Linked DNA regions of Macaca mulatta: region 1 is linked to region 2. The links are chromatin contacts, called in public Hi-C maps. All regions are on one chromosome and are shown on one strand. Each heading gives the region's core, a stretch centred on a gene start, on an enhancer-like site or on the middle of the called end of the contact. The rest is flanking DNA. Distances are from core to core; before and after follow the strand shown. Region 1 has its middle 79 kb from the start of CCNL1. Region 2 holds the start of SSR3 (signal sequence receptor subunit 3).

The links. Hi-C and Micro-C count contacts between places; a contact is called where the count stands out from the background.
Region 1: a contact with region 2 is called in a Hi-C map of blood, with 4 times the contacts expected there. The contact joins the enhancer-like site here to the promoter of SSR3 in region 2. A contact is called at or near these places in 6 of 14 Hi-C or Micro-C datasets (CD4 T cells, blood, cortical neurons and 3 more).

What each region holds. Positions count from the first base shown.
Region 1 is chr2:60,261,165-60,268,927 of T2T-MMU8v2.0, forward strand. No RefSeq gene overlaps it. Among named protein-coding and RNA genes, the nearest start is that of CCNL1, 79 kb to the right of the region's middle. Within about 2 kb of position 3,982, at least 17 of the 40 cell types and tissues checked have an H3K27ac peak or open chromatin away from gene starts, as enhancers often do. A contact at or near this core is called in blood and cortical neurons, where this site is marked.
Region 2 is chr2:59,733,936-59,741,431 of T2T-MMU8v2.0, forward strand. It overlaps SSR3 (signal sequence receptor subunit 3), which reads right to left and starts at 4,796. Exons shown (of 5, transcript NM_001266544.1): 1 at 4,580-4,796; 2 at 3,274-3,400. The coding sequence starts at 4,712.

The sequences.
Region 1 (7,763 bases), core at 2,732-5,231, 530 kb after region 2:
AGCTTTTTCTCCGCCCCGCCCTCTACCGGCCACAAAGGTCATCCCCTTGGCAGCAGAGACAGAAAGGGCCAGACATCCGGGCCAGGGCTGGGGCCCCGCTGGCCTGGGGCCCTACGTGCACTCTGGGCCACATTTCATGCTGCTTGCCCACGTTCCAACTCCGGGTGAGGGCTCTGGGGATATGCATTTTAAAGCAATACTGTAATCGTCTGGTGTGCAGCCCAGTGTCTGGTGAGTCCAGTTTTGGTGAATTATTGCTCCCAGTGGCTTACTAATTCACAGGGAAAAGAAAAAAAATCTAGTTCCCAGATCAGCAAAGTGGAGAAGCAGAGTCCTAAACACAGTAGCCTCATGAGGGCGGTGTCCAGGCCCGGGGACAGCAAAGCAGCCCCGCTGGTGCCTCTCCCAGCAAGTCATTGTGTGCCCGTCAGAGCTTCCAGAAAGCTATTCCTAAAACAAGATGGGATTGAGCCACAGAAAGCAGGTCCAACCTAGTGGTAATGGTGAAAAAAATAGCCCTTAAGGGGTGTAAAAGGGCAAAGTGATGAAATGCCGTATAATTTAAATGCATTTGGAAGACTTTCCTCTCCCAACTGTCAGAGCAGAACACCATGCTGGTTTCATTTTTTAAAAAACAAAACAAAAACCTCCAAAGAGAAGAAGAATACCTAGTTATGACCATCATTTCCTTTCCTCCATGGCTTCCCTCTTCCACCTTTATCCCTTAAAGCAGTGGCTCTCAACCAGGGGCTTTGCTCCCCCACCCTACCCTAGGGACTTCTGGCAATTCCTAAAAACAGTGGGGCATGCTACTGGCGTCTATGGGCAGAGACGAGAAATGCTGCGAGATGTCCAGCAACGCTCACGACAGCCCTCACGACAGAATTATCCAACCCAAGATGACAACATGCTGCTGTTGAGAAACCCAGCCTTTAGAAGCAGTCTTCTAATCTTATGTTCTAGGAATAAGAAAATATTATTCTTAGTTTAGCCTGCAGCTAAACAAAATGTATAGGGTAAGATTCACTATGAGGAAGGGGGCAATGGTGACTAAGAACTTCACAAAGTCCTGAACCATTCAACCTTCATTCTGAGAGGATAGGTGATCAGCTTTAGTGATTCACTTCTCTGATTATAAGGATCATCTTCTGAAGTCCATTAAGTGTTTAGTCATGCCCTGTGTTTTTGTCAAGTGGTAGGTAAAGGGAGTTAAGTGGAGCCTCAGTCCCCTAACAGTTTATCATCTAAGATGGGTGACAATGACTAGGCAGAGATATAAAGGTGAGATGAACAAATAACCAAACTACAGAGTAAAGCCAAACCAATTGCAGAAGCTGAGAGCTGAGCATAGTGTGAGGAATGGGGAGGGCAAGTTATCCAGGTGAGTAGGTGGCATTAAAGAGAAGAACTGGGGACAGCATCCATCTGCACCTCCATTTATCCATTTGCTTTCACTAAAATATGTATCACATGCTTCTGGGCATGCAGAGGTACATTTCTCACACTCCAAGCACTCACAATCAAGCCAGTGTGATAAGATTCATACACAAGCAAAACACAAAAATACCATTCTGAGAGGTATAGCAAGTACGTGTCACAGTGCTTAGAGAAAGAACTGATGCCTGCATGTGGTGGAACTGGCATTTGGCTGGGCCTCGGAGTGTGGGGGCTACTGGGGAGCTGAGCCTGCCTGAGAACCTAGGGCAGGGCGGCAGCAGGGGTGTTCGCTGTCCTACAGACAAGAATCTCCAAAAATGGAGTTCTGGCTTAAGGTGTTTGTCCTGGCTTATCTTTTGGCCACTCAACAAAACTTTCTGCGCCTCATTTTCTCTCTTCTTCCCATTTCCAAGCAACAAAACCATGTCTATCTACTCTTATTAAGAACCTCCAAGAGTGGTGGCTCATGCCTGTAATTGCAGCACTTTGGGAGGTTGAGGCTGGAAGATTGCTTCAGGCCAAGAGTTCAAGACCAGCCTGGGCAACATAAGGAAACCCTCGTTTCTAAACAAATAAAAATAAAAATTAGTGGGTGTGGCGGCACGCGCCATAATCCCAGCTGCTCAGGAGCCCAGGAGTTCAAGGCTACAGTGAACCGTGATTGCGCCACTGCACTCCAGCCTGGGTGACAGAGCGAGACTCCATCTCAAAAAAAAAAAAAAGAACCACAGCATACCAAGTGAAGCCTTATGGAGCTTCATGCAAGATGATCAACATGCACCAGGTTCAAGGGAGATGCTAGCAGTTATAGCTCACAGGCTAGCTTGGGTTTTTCTCTTTCACATGCTTCTGGCCTTACCCAGTAACAGCAATTCTGAACACTATCCAAGCAAAATGTCATATGCTTTGAAGATGCACTAGTATTTCAACAGGCTAAACATTTTCCAGAACAAAATCTTTACCAAAGCTGCTAACAAGCAGTCAGATAGACTACCCTGTGAGCGTTCTCCTCCAACAATGAGCCGGCAGACAGGTCAGCAGCCGGACACAGAAAAAGGAGAAGGATCCTAAATAAACACAGTTTAATCAACCGTGAAGAAACCTAACAGTTGACGGAAAGTGCTTTGTTAATGGGAGAAGCAAGGCCCCTGCCCTCAGAGAAAGGCAAGGAAGGTTGAAGGTCACTTCAGCTGACCAGAGGCTGCCATGGCGGCAGCGACATTCCCTGGTGGGAATCTCAACGGAAGACACAAATGCAGACGAGAAGGAAGGGAGAGGAGAAGCCGACAGGTGGACCTTTCCCAAGGACGTGGCAAGCAAATGATCCCTAGAAAGAAGATGAAAATTTAGGTCAATAAGAAGGAAAGACACTGTTTTTAGAACCACTATGATGACTTCAGAGTTGGTTCTCCTTCAGGCTTTTGTCCATCGAGTCTGTTGTGTCTGATTCCAGACTCCTCAGGATATTTGAAAAAAACCAATTTATTTGAATTACATCAATGTCCTTTACTTGCATCTAAAAAATCAAGGTCAAGCTATGCTGATATGTGAAAGAGAATTGAGATGAATGAGGGCTGACTCCCAGTCTCTGCCCCTGTAATTACTTTCTTTGTAAGCCTAAATACCCAATCAGATGGATGCCTTCTCAACACATTTTTTTCATATTTATGAAATACCTTTGAACAATACAATCTGGAAACTCTGGCAATATCTGTGACCAAATATATCCAAGCCTGTTTATGTTTTTAATTGAAGATCAAACAATTTTAGATGAGCGAATCTATGGTATCATAGAAACTGCATATTTTTAGGTAATTCTTGAGAGTATTTTGCAAACTATTAAAGTAACTTGATATCATGCTATATCTTTAAAAGATACTTCTCAGCTGTGAATACTATTGGAATGAAATCAGGGGTAGCATTCAAAAAAGTCTGCAGCATGGAAAGGTTTGCATATGAATTCTGATTCCATTAGAAAACCATTTCTTTTAGGACTGTTTTATCATTCTCTATTGGTTCATGTAATATGATCGGTTTGTTCTTATTCTAATTAAAGATTCAATTTATTAAAGAGTCTTTAACTTCACTAAGGCAAAGTTTAAAAAGCTTCTAATCAGATATTCTTGGTAGGCAGGAGAACTATAACCTTCAAACTCTCTGATGTCGTATGAAGCAGCTCTCATCTCGACACAAAGATTTTCACTTCTGTGATCTGGCCTGGTAAAACATTTATTCCTTTATGCTCAGTCCTAGTTTGTTTTAGATCCGGGCCTCTGGGCCCATTAATTTGTATAGGAGGACAGGTGTGCTGTTTTTCTTCAATCCTTGAGGATATTAGGAAAAACTTTAACGAATAACGGGATCCCATCACCTGACGTTTCTTTGGGGAAAATGACTTTTGAAGGCATGTAGGGATTATCAAGGAAATAATTTTCCTTGTAAATTACATGTTTGTACATAAGAGGAGTGTTGAGCAGGATATCAAGAGGCAGCGGTCACTCATGTCACTATATTCAAAGTTAGTTAAACACGGAAACCAACTCACATTTCCCCAATTTAGCATTTCATTTTAAAAAGTTGCTGAATTCAGGTACATCTCGATTGCTCAGGGTAATAAAGGAGACATTAGGCGTGGATAACAAGACCACAAATGGTGAGTAAAGTAAGACACCAGGGATCATTTCTTTCCTGTTTATTAACATTCACTCCAGGCTGTATACTTTGGTTACCATGGTCACGTGGTGTCTGATGTCACAGGCCAAACCATATAAAATCACAGAGGCCACAACAGGCAGGAGGAGCGGCCTGGCCTTTTCTGAGTCAGGCAGCCCAGCCTGTGGGATGCCAGGCTGGGTGTGCTGGGCCTGACCAGCCGCCCGCTTTCCTCTTCTCCTGCCTCTGCCTGCCCCCTGGTGGACAGTTTGGGTAAAGCAAGGGAGTGCGCCTTTGGGGTCTCAGTGGGGCTGAAATAGGACTCCTCCCCCTAAGACAGCCTGCCTCCCCCAGCCTTGTTCTCCAGCAAAGTCAATTTCCTGGAGAATCGAGGCTCTGCCTCAGATGTTCAGAGCCTCCTTAGGATAAACACCTCCATTCCAATTCCTGGGGCCTTGATCAACCTGTGCCTCCCTTGATCCCCAACTTGAGGGCACCTTCCCTTGAGCAGTGCCCTCATGAGGTACACCTTTTCCAGGAAACAAAAATCATTCCTTCTTTGGGTCCTGCAGGCTGTAAAGAACCAATACAGTACTGTGCTATAGAACATGTTGCCACTGCAGAAGCCCCTTGTGTTTCCAAGAGTACATGTCTATAGCCATTCGCTTATTCATCAGAAAACAACTAGAAGCCAGGCCCTGTGCTGGGCCCTGGAGACATGGAAGAAACCGGGCTGAGGCTCCCGCCTTGAAGAGCTCGTGGCCCAGGGAAGGGACAGTTCATCTGTCATTGATTGCCACGTGACAGTGTCTATGATGCTAAAAAGATGTCAGTGCTGTGCTGCAGGAGCAAAGGCCATGGAGGAAGAGGCTTTGAGTTTGTTGCGAGTTCTTGCCAGAGCGAGGCAAAGCCAGTCACTGCTTCGTTCAGATGACTCAGGTAAATAAATGAGGCCGCACAGGCTGTCCTGACACCACACACCTCTAGAATACCCTGGCTGTGCTGGGAGCTATTGGTGTCAGCTGAGTATTTTCATCCCTGTCCAAGTCACAATGATCTGACTGTACCAGCCTGTGTGGATGTTGCTAAGAGGAGGCAGACAGCACCATGAGCTCCCTTAGATGACGATCGGCATGATGTTCCTGCTGTGGCAGCACTCAGCTCTTGCCAATGTTCTGCTCTGCTTTGCTCACTTTAAGCCTCCCTTATTTTTTTTTGATGCCAGTTTCCCCATTGCTGATTCACAGATATGCAAGACTCGGGCAGAAAAAAAAAAGGTAATTATCTCAAATGACTCAGGCGCCCTCCTTGACTCTGGGATCTCTGTACAGACTTGCATTTTAAAAGCTGAGGGTAATGATGTTGTCATTTGTGCAGGAAAGGCTGGAAGAAAAACACATTAGTGTTCTTCTAAACTCCTGACTTTTGGAAAAAATTAGCATAGAGAGGATGGATGCTCAGCCATGGCCTGACAGTCAAATACCTAATCCAGAGGTGAAGGCACCTGCACAGAGTCCCATGCACTGGCGAGCTTCCTGGGGACAAGGGCAGTGCCTTGATCACCTCTCTCCCTTGTGCAGTAAATGTTTGTTGGATGAATGGTCGTCAACTCTAGCTAGTACTGTCAGTCCTCCCTGAGCCCTGAAAGAAACAGAAATTAGGAAATAAAAACAATGAGCAGGTCCTGTACTCCTAGATTTAAGATTTGTGAACAAGTAAGGGAAAATTATTTGCCTGCTACAAAACTGCTAAGAGAGATGACAATCAAGGAAGGGTGGGAATCATCTAAGGGAAAGAAGGAAATCAATTATTGCTCCACCAGTGGCTTGCTGAAAAGCTTTCCACACTTGTAGGAAAACAAATTCCCCACCACCAAGAGTAGAGGCCCCAGCAAGGACAGTCACAACAATGGTGGCCGTCAGGCACCCTGTGAAGCAGAGTGGAGCCGCAGGCAGCAAGCAGATCATGCCTGGGATAAAGACTGTGGCGGCTGTGCTAGGGGTGGCAGTAACACAGGGAGACTCTCAGTAAGGGGACCTGAGGTATCATCCGCCCCCAACTCCACCCTTCCTCCCCTCCCCAGAGGAGAGCCAGCATCAGCTCCTGAGGGAGGGAGGGCTAGTGTGGCTTGATGGGGTGGCAGGGGTAGGAGGCACAGCCAAAGGCTCTGGAAATCATCTTGAAATCCTAGGTTTTCCCGGAGGCTGCTGTAGCCTGGGGGAATGGAGTTACATCTAACTGTAAATGTTGTTCACACTCAGTCTAAAGAAAGTCCAACAGTCATTTTAGGATGGTGGTATACTTCAAATTACTTTTCTATGCCCCAGCTTTGGGTTCCATTAAATTCTCATTCTCCCCACGTTTCTGTTTTTCCTCCAGGTACCCTCAAAGAGCACCCATCATTCATTCATTCATTCATTCATTCATTCACTTATTCAACAAATACTGATTGAATCCTGCTCTTTACCAGGTTATACTAGGTACCAAGAATACAGGGTCAGCAAAGACAGGCATGGTAAAGGAGAGGACCTTGATCAAATACCCACACAAATTAACATCATTGCAATGTGTGGGGTCCTGGGTATATAATGAGGGGATTTTGTTAATAAGGGACATCAGGGAAATCTCTGAGGAAATGATGAGTGAAATAAAATCTGAAGGAACAATAGGATTAACTAAGCCCAATGGGTCCTGGGCATCCCCTAGAGTGGGGCTGCACATGCGTATTCAAGGCCATGAAAGATGGCAAGTGTGACCTGAATGTAGACAGCAAGGAGGCGAGATTCTCAACCAGGCTGGGGAAGGCCATGCACAGGCAGCCACTGGAGTGTTGAAGTGGACAGGTGTTATGTGATTCAATGTGCATTTGAGAAAGAGTTTGATCTCCCTGTGGAGAACAACTTGGAAAATGTCATAACTAAATGTCATTAGACCAGTTAAGAAGCTATTTGCTACAGGTGAGTTGGGGTCTAGGAGAGGGACAACGGAGGGGAAAATGATGATGGGGTAGATAGGCTTACAACATATTCCACTCCTGAAAGATCTTCCAACAGCCTTACCCTGCAATGAGCCCCTCCCTTCATGGGCTAGATCACCATCTGAGAGAAAAGCACAACCCTCCCTTCTTTCAGGTTTGTCTCTAAGGATGTCCCTTTAACTTGTCCCTTGGGATGCCTTCATGATTTCTTTCTAGCTTGCTCTAAAAATGAAGTAAAGCCTGTCCATGATGCCTGGGACATATCAACTTCAAGGTCATGGACGGAAATGATGATAACTCAAATTATAGGACTGTCAACTTTCAAGCCCCCATGACCTTAAATGATGGATCAAGGGGCTGGGATCAGATCAAGAGAGCTTCAAACCACTGCTGACTGCTAGAGCATTTAATCTGCTGATGGAGTGTTCAATATAATATAATATTGGAGTGTGTGTGTGTGTGTGTGTGTGTGTGTGTGTGTGTGTGTAGTCCAATTAACCAAAGTGGTCTTCTTCCGAACATTTTGAGGATGCTGTAGTAAGATCCCTGCATCAGGTGAGAGTGGAACTAGTTACCAGATGTTCTCTTCTGCCTGGGATCCCTGCTCCTGTAAGACACTTGGTAATCTGTTCCAAGAATGATGTTTTACCATGGTGCTGTGCTAGGCACCAGGGACTGGAAGATGAAGAAACATTTC
Region 2 (7,496 bases), core at 3,546-6,045:
TAGCACTCAGTCAACTGGGATAACCCATAAAATCAATTGTATTTTTCTTCCTTTACTCTTTCACATCAGTATGTCAGAACACTTCCAAAATTAAAGATAAAAAAAGACACTACCTGATTTCTTAAAATAAAAACATCTTTGCAAACATCGTTTAGATTATGCCACCTTAAAAAACAAAAACAACTTCTAAGGGCTCTCTTAGTCCCAACCTCTTCAACCCTGCACATAAACATTTATTATGTGCCAGACTGTATGCTTAACATGTCACATGTATGATCATAATGAATCCTCACCACCCTCTGAGATTCCATTAGCATCCCCAATTTATAGCTGAGGAATCTGAAGTCTACATAGGGAAAACTATGCCCACGGCCATACATTTAAGAGTGGCAGAGCTGGCACTGGAACCCAGACTGTCAACTCTGAAGCCATCTTCTTTCTACAGCCAACATCTACCCACACTCAGTATCTTGTGGGATCTTTGAACCTTAACCATCTTGCAAATCTGTAGGAGTTTCAAAGTCAGTAGCATATTTAATATAAAGCCAAAACTATGACTAAAAAAAAAACCTCTACTCTGAGTCTATTAAGTCAGTAAGTCAGTGAAATTTTACTGAACTAAATGTACCATTAACTGCTTTAAGGGGTATAAAATAAGATATGGCGGGTGTCTTCAAGAAGCCTAAAGTAGAAATGAGAAGGTAAAAAGAACATGACTTTGATTCTAAAGAGATGAATGAAAAATGATATGAAGAACAAGTAAAAAACGTAAGTCTCAAAGGGACTGAGTTCCAAGAGTATTACAAAGAATGGGTCATACAAGATGCCCACTTGCGAGGGCTTCCCGATGCACAAATGGCCACGCCTCACAAGAAACAGTCCCATACAGTGGAGGCCAACATGAGTTGAATCCTGGAATGGCAGTTGGTTGAGGGGCTGCCAAGCAGAAAGATAACAAAGATAACCCAATTTCTCTGCTGGTCCATCAGAACGGCTGCCCCGAAACCTGAGCTCCTTTGTGTCCAGAACAATAGGAAGGAAACTGTGAAGGCCACTTCAGCCGCTGAGGCCATTCTGGGCCATTTCTTAAAATAAATCCCTGTTAACTGAGATCATCTCAACATGTTTCTATTCCTCATTCTCCGAAAGAGTCTAACACTGGGACAACAAAGCAAAGAAATGATCAAAGTCAGGAAGGGTTTCTCTGGAAAAGATTCCTAGGTCTCAAAATAAAACACAGGTAAGAATGGAAAGGAAGTAAGTTAATCCTAAATGGGGGAGGGCACAAGACATGGTCAAAGGATGATGTGAGGGCGAGGCAGAAGAGTTAAAGCCTAATTCTGAAAGATGAGGCCAGACTCATAGGAAGGAAGCAGATGACTTGCATTCCAGAGGTCTAGAATTTAATACATGTTAAAAAAAAGAGGCCATGGCTGGACGTGGCAGCTCACACCTGTAATCCTAGCACTTTGGGAGACCGCGGCAGATGGATCACTTGAGCCCTCAGAAGTTCAGGACCAGCCTGGGCAACATGGTAAAACTCCATCTCTACAAAACATACAAAAATTAGCCAGGCGGGGTAGTAGTGCGTGCCTGTAGTCCCAGCTATTTGGGAGGCTGATGTGAGAGGATCGCTTGATCCCAGGAGGCAGAGGTTGCAGTAAGCCAAGATTGGGCCACTGCACTCCAGCCTGGGCAATAGAGTGAGACTCTTGTCTCAAAAAAAAAAAACAAGGGAAATACCTGCACTTCATATGGATGCTCTAAGGATTACATAGGGTAATGTGCTTTATATAGTACATGGCAGGGTGGGCCATAAACTTGTTTTAAAAGACCAGATGGAGGCTGTTACAGCAATATGAGTATAAACAGTGTCCAAACTAGAGTGAGAACTACGGATGAAAAGATAATGCACATACAAAGTATGTCCACACTTCAAGTCTCAGTGAAATTCCAATTGCCTTTAAGAAATTACTTCCAAAGCAATATGGCACCTAGATGGCCCCATGAAGGAAGGAGGGAAATAATCCTGCTATCCCTACCCAAGTATCACAGTGTACATGAAAGCAACATCAAAGGGCGTCAATTAAACAATAATTTATACCACTTCCAATGAGACAATGAGGACCATGACACTGAGAAATAATAAATGTTACCATCTTTCCTAAGTCTAGATGCTCCTGCATTTTAACCTCTATGAAACTAGAATATTTAATTGCTTATAATTAATGTTTAAATTTATGGTGGTGAGGCTTGAGTTTTCTTCTCTAAAAGCTGTATTTTACAACATGTGTGATCTTAGAATATGTTAATCCTTTACATTTTATACACTTGTATGAAAACAAATGTAATTAGCATTGAAAATGACAGAGAGTTTAATTTTTAAAAAAAGTAATAAAACAAAAAGACCAGCCTGGTCAACGTGGCCTGTCTCGACAAAAAAATTAGCTGGGCATGGTGGCCTGCACCTGTAGTCCCAGCTACTTGGGAGGCTGAGGTGGGAGGATCGCTTGAGCCTGGGAAGGTTGAGGCTGCAGTGAGCCATGATCATGCCACTGCACTGCAGCCTGGGCAACAGAGCTAGACCTTATCTCAAAAAATAATAATGCAGCACTTTGGGAGGCTGAGACGGGGGAATCACTAGGTCAGGAGATCGAGACCATCCTTGGCTAACATGGTGAAACCCCGTCTCTACTAAAAAATACAAAAACTAGCCGGGCGAGGTGGCGGCTGTAGTCCCAGCTACTCGGGAGGCTGAGGCAGGAGAATGGCGTAAACCCGGGAGGCAGAGCTTGCAGTGAGCTGAGATCCGGCCACTGCACTCCAGCCTGGGCGACACAGCGAGATGCAGTCTCAAAAATAATAATAATAATAATAATAATAATAATAATGACAAAAAGATCATTTCTTTAACTTCCAAAAACAATACGTGAAGAGCCCAGAACAATTCTCTCCATAAAGAATTACATTTAGCTTTTGAAATGTTAATTTACTTGGTGGGTTTGTTTCTCCGATGAACCTCCTATTAAGGCTTGGGCTTAGGTGTTCTAATTCCACCCTCAAAATCTTCTGTAGCCATGTCAGAATGATTGTCTCCACTTCAGTTAGTTAATAATTCTTCCTAGCATCAATGTTCCTTTCCCCCAAAATATATATATTAATACATAGATATCTCAAATTAATGCTTATTAAAACCAACACACACAAACGATCTCTAAGAAGACATAAAAATACAACACGTAGTACGTACTTTCACTTGAAAAACATACTTACTTGTGCTTGAGAACAAATTTCACATTCTTGTATGCAAAGGCTACCAAATATGTGCTTACTAGGGTCATCACACTATACAAAACAGCAGACTGAATAAGATCCATATGCCATATTCTCCAGTATAACCCTGAATTAAAATAAAAGGGGGAAAGTACAAAAAGAAACAAAACATTACAACCCCATAACAAAAGCCTGCGAAATTATTTAAAGCTAAGCCTGGTAAAATACCAGGTTATTAGTTATGCAATCAATACAGTATCTGAGGATCTTCAGAAGTGAGATAACCAGTTAACAGTATAGTCTCAAGCCTTCCAGTTCAGAACATTTGAAAAACATCACCTTCCTATTACTAGTTCAGATGAGATTTCTGCTTCTAAAATGAGAACAAACTCTGGCTCAACGTAATCACAAGTCAGACTTCGAATTTCATTCATCAGGGTACTAGCATGCTAAATACAGGCCATTCCAAAATGCCACGTGCAGTCCCAAACCATAGTTTCCTTGCTGACGTGGCTGTTATCAGAAATCCAAGCAGTGCTGTCAAATGAGTGAGCCATAATATGGCTTCACATCACGTTTATTGCACGCTGGGTTGTATAAGGACAAAAGAGAAAAATACATTTGGTTTTAAATGCCCCAACAACAGTGCAGCAAAAGACAAGAGTTCTGGAACCTTGAGCTCTACTAAAAACAACATTGTGCAAGTCTGCACTTTCCCAACCCAGTGAGAATTCTAGAATTGGTACAGTGGGATTATTTAAAAAGTCTAAACAAGGTAGATCCCCAACCCCTGGCACTTCAATTTCTCTCTTTCTGCAAAAACCAGGAAAATTATGCAGTGGTGTAAAGTAGCTCACGTAAAGATGCACTTCTAATTCAGTGGGTTACTTCATGGGTCTCTCACCTAATTAATTTATACAAAATAAGTAATAACGTAAGTTTAAAATTTCGTAACGGCAAGCAACAGTTGTATGGAAAAGAGCAGCAGGCAGTATGCTTGAGTGTGTTTAAATACAGATTCGGGGCCGCCACCCCAGAACTAGTTAACCACCTTCTCCGGGGGTAGAGCTCGGGAACGTGCGTACTTTTAACAAGTGACCTCCCGGAGTGCTTTAACAGGAGAATCCCAGGCGACAACGCCGTGCCAAAAGAAGAGGCTCTGTGCCTCCCCGAGCTCAGGGGACCTGGAGAGATCGCAGACCCCCGGCCGGCACCCGCGCCTGGCCTGCTCGCTGGGTCCTGCCACGTCCCCGCCCAGCCCGACCCGCCCGCGGCCTCCCAAACCAGCCTCGCTCCCAGCACTCACAGATGGGGATGGCGGACACGATGAACGCGTTCCCGAAGAAGAGCGCGGAGGACTTGGCCGAGAGATTGCGGCTGAAATCCTGCAGGAGCAGGTCCTCCTCGGACTGCTGTTTGGAGCTGCCTTTGGGAGCCATGGCGGAGCAGGAGGCGAGAACTTGGAAGGTAGAGCCGGCCGCCAAGGCGGGCAAAGGCCCCTGACTCCGCCCCTGCGGCCGCCGTATCCGCTAACGACCCGTCAGCGCGGCGCGCGGAGGCGGGACCCGGCTTGGCGGAGAGCAAGCTTCCCCAGGAATGGCCAACCTGGCGCCGCTAGCTAGGATTCCGGGCGTGATTGGGCGAGCGGACCAGACTTCCGGATTCCTGGAAAGCCACGTGACCCGTCCACCTCGAGGAGAGAGAAGGGATTTGTAGTTTAGTGGGTGCTTTAAAAAAAAATTGACAAAACTTTATTTATATTCCACTTCAGAGCTGATGACAGGGTCATGAGTTCTCAGTTCTTCAGAATTCCAAAATTAAAAGCTCTTCTGGCCCCACGCCATTAGTGCCCTCTGTACGTACCCAGGACTGAGTACATTGAAGGAGAAAGAAGAGAAAGGTATAGCTAACTCATGTAAAATCCCTTCTCCTTTACACATCCTTTATTTCACCAAATACCTTGAAGAATCTTATGACGTGCGCGTCATTACCGCCACTGAAGATGAAGAGCCTGAGGGTGGTAGATCTGCGGTGTGGCTCTCCAAGGTGTGGGCTCTTTTCACTAAACAGTAGGCCACCTCTGTAGGAAGAAAATGGGACTCTTGTTTTTGAGAAACTCATGATCTTACTGATGAAGGTAATATTTAATATATGTCTGATACACTTACAAGTTACTTACTATTTTATTTCAAATAAACGTATAGAGTTTTGTGGCTTCCAAAGCCATGCTAAATAAAACATAATACTAAGAACAGGTTGGCTAGGCAGGACTCCTTCTCTGAAGCTCAGAAAGATTTAAGTATGCCTATTAAAACAGCTGGATTCCATTTTTAACTCAACACATTATCTTTTATTCAAAAAAAAAAAAAAAATTCCACCACATCACTCCCAGCAAATGCTGCTTTTCATTACTGAGAACACGCCAGTGCATTAGGCACAACTTCCTCAACCTCCAGCCTCCTTATCAACAGTTTTGTAGATACCTTTCTTCCTCACAGTATTCAAATTGTAATCTACCTCCACAGCTTCCTATTACTAGTCCTAATTGAGCTTTTGTCTTCAATATTTTCCAATCTATTCTCTATACAGGTACCAGAGTGAGTTTTCCTGAAATATAAATCCTTCCATTATCTACTGCAAGTATTCCTTAATGCCAGAAATTTTCATTAATTCACCACAAAATGAAAAAGAAAACAGACCATCTATTGAATTTTTCAGAAAATCAAAAGTATTCATTTTAAAATATCTGGGTTTATGTCTTTTTTGATGTTAAAAATGCTCCTTATTACATGGTAGTGATAGAAAAAGAAAGTATTATTTTTCTCTTACAACATACTCCTCCCCCAGTTTTTCCTATCTCAGTTGCATTCTTTTAAACCCATTTGCTCTGGTTAAAATGGTGGGTTTCAACACTAATTATTTTTTTCCTTCTCCATCTGTGACCAATTCATAAATAAAACTTTTTGGATCTGTCTCTATAACTAGATTTTCTTTTGCCTATTTATAAACAAACAAAGGATATAAAAAGAAGATAAAAGATAAAAATCAGAGGCTGGGCACAGTGGCTCATGCCTGTAATTCCAGCACTTTGGGCGACCAAGGTGGATGGATCACAAGGTCAAGAGATCGAGACCATCCTGGCCAACATGGTGAAACCTCGTCTCTACTAAAAATACGAAAATTAGCCTGTCATGGTGGTACACACCTGTAGTCCCCAGGTACTCAGGAGGCTGAGGCAGGAGAATCACTTGAACCCGGGAGACGGAGGTTGCAGTGAGCCAAGATCGCACCGCTATACTCCGACTCCAGCCTGGCAACAGAGCAAGACTCCATCAAAAAAAAAAAAAAAAAAAAAAACTCACAAAACTAAAAGATCCAAAGAGACAACAATCATCTTTCTTTTAAAAGAAGAAAAGAAGAAACAATAATTATGAGATTAAAAAGAATTATGCCTGAGAAAAATATTTTAACAACTAAAATAGGAAAGATAAAAGTTTGAAATGTTGAGTGGATATAAATGTTACAATTGATATAATAAAAGAACTAATAGAAAAAAATTAATACATTTTTTAAAGCTACAGATAACTATAAACAGAAGATAATCTAAAATAGGAGTTTTAAATTACTTTCATGGGGGGTAAATTAGAGAAATATGATAGGGAATAATACTTATGATATAACATTTTTGGTAATGGCAACAATTACAGTTATGAAGGTAGCACGCTTGGAGTACTGAAGCAGTGTTTTCTTGCACCAGAGCTACCTAGTTCCCTTTGAAAAGCAAGCAGCAAGACCTAAGGATCACTTGTATGTGGCATATATAGCTGTGGCACACTGGACAAGCAGGGTATACAATGTGCTAAGAAACAGAAAGAGAAGTGGGTAATAAATTCTACCCAAGCAAAGATCTACAATATATTTTACCCATTTCAACACAGCTTAACTCTAAAGGAATCAAATGCACTTGATTCCATACCAGTCTGTGTCTAATCTATGAATTTCAGGCTTAACATTTCTATTATATCACTTTGTTCTTTCCAGATTGGGGGAAAAACCCAAGCAATAATATTTATTGCTGTCAGGTATATGGTAAGAGATTACTGATGACTTTGTGAAAGAAAATCTAGCATGCTAAAAATTAACATATTTTTCTGTGTCAGACACTGCAAGTTGCCTAGCCAATATAGAAAGCCGCTGCTAGCTTTTCACTAGGACCTTCAAAG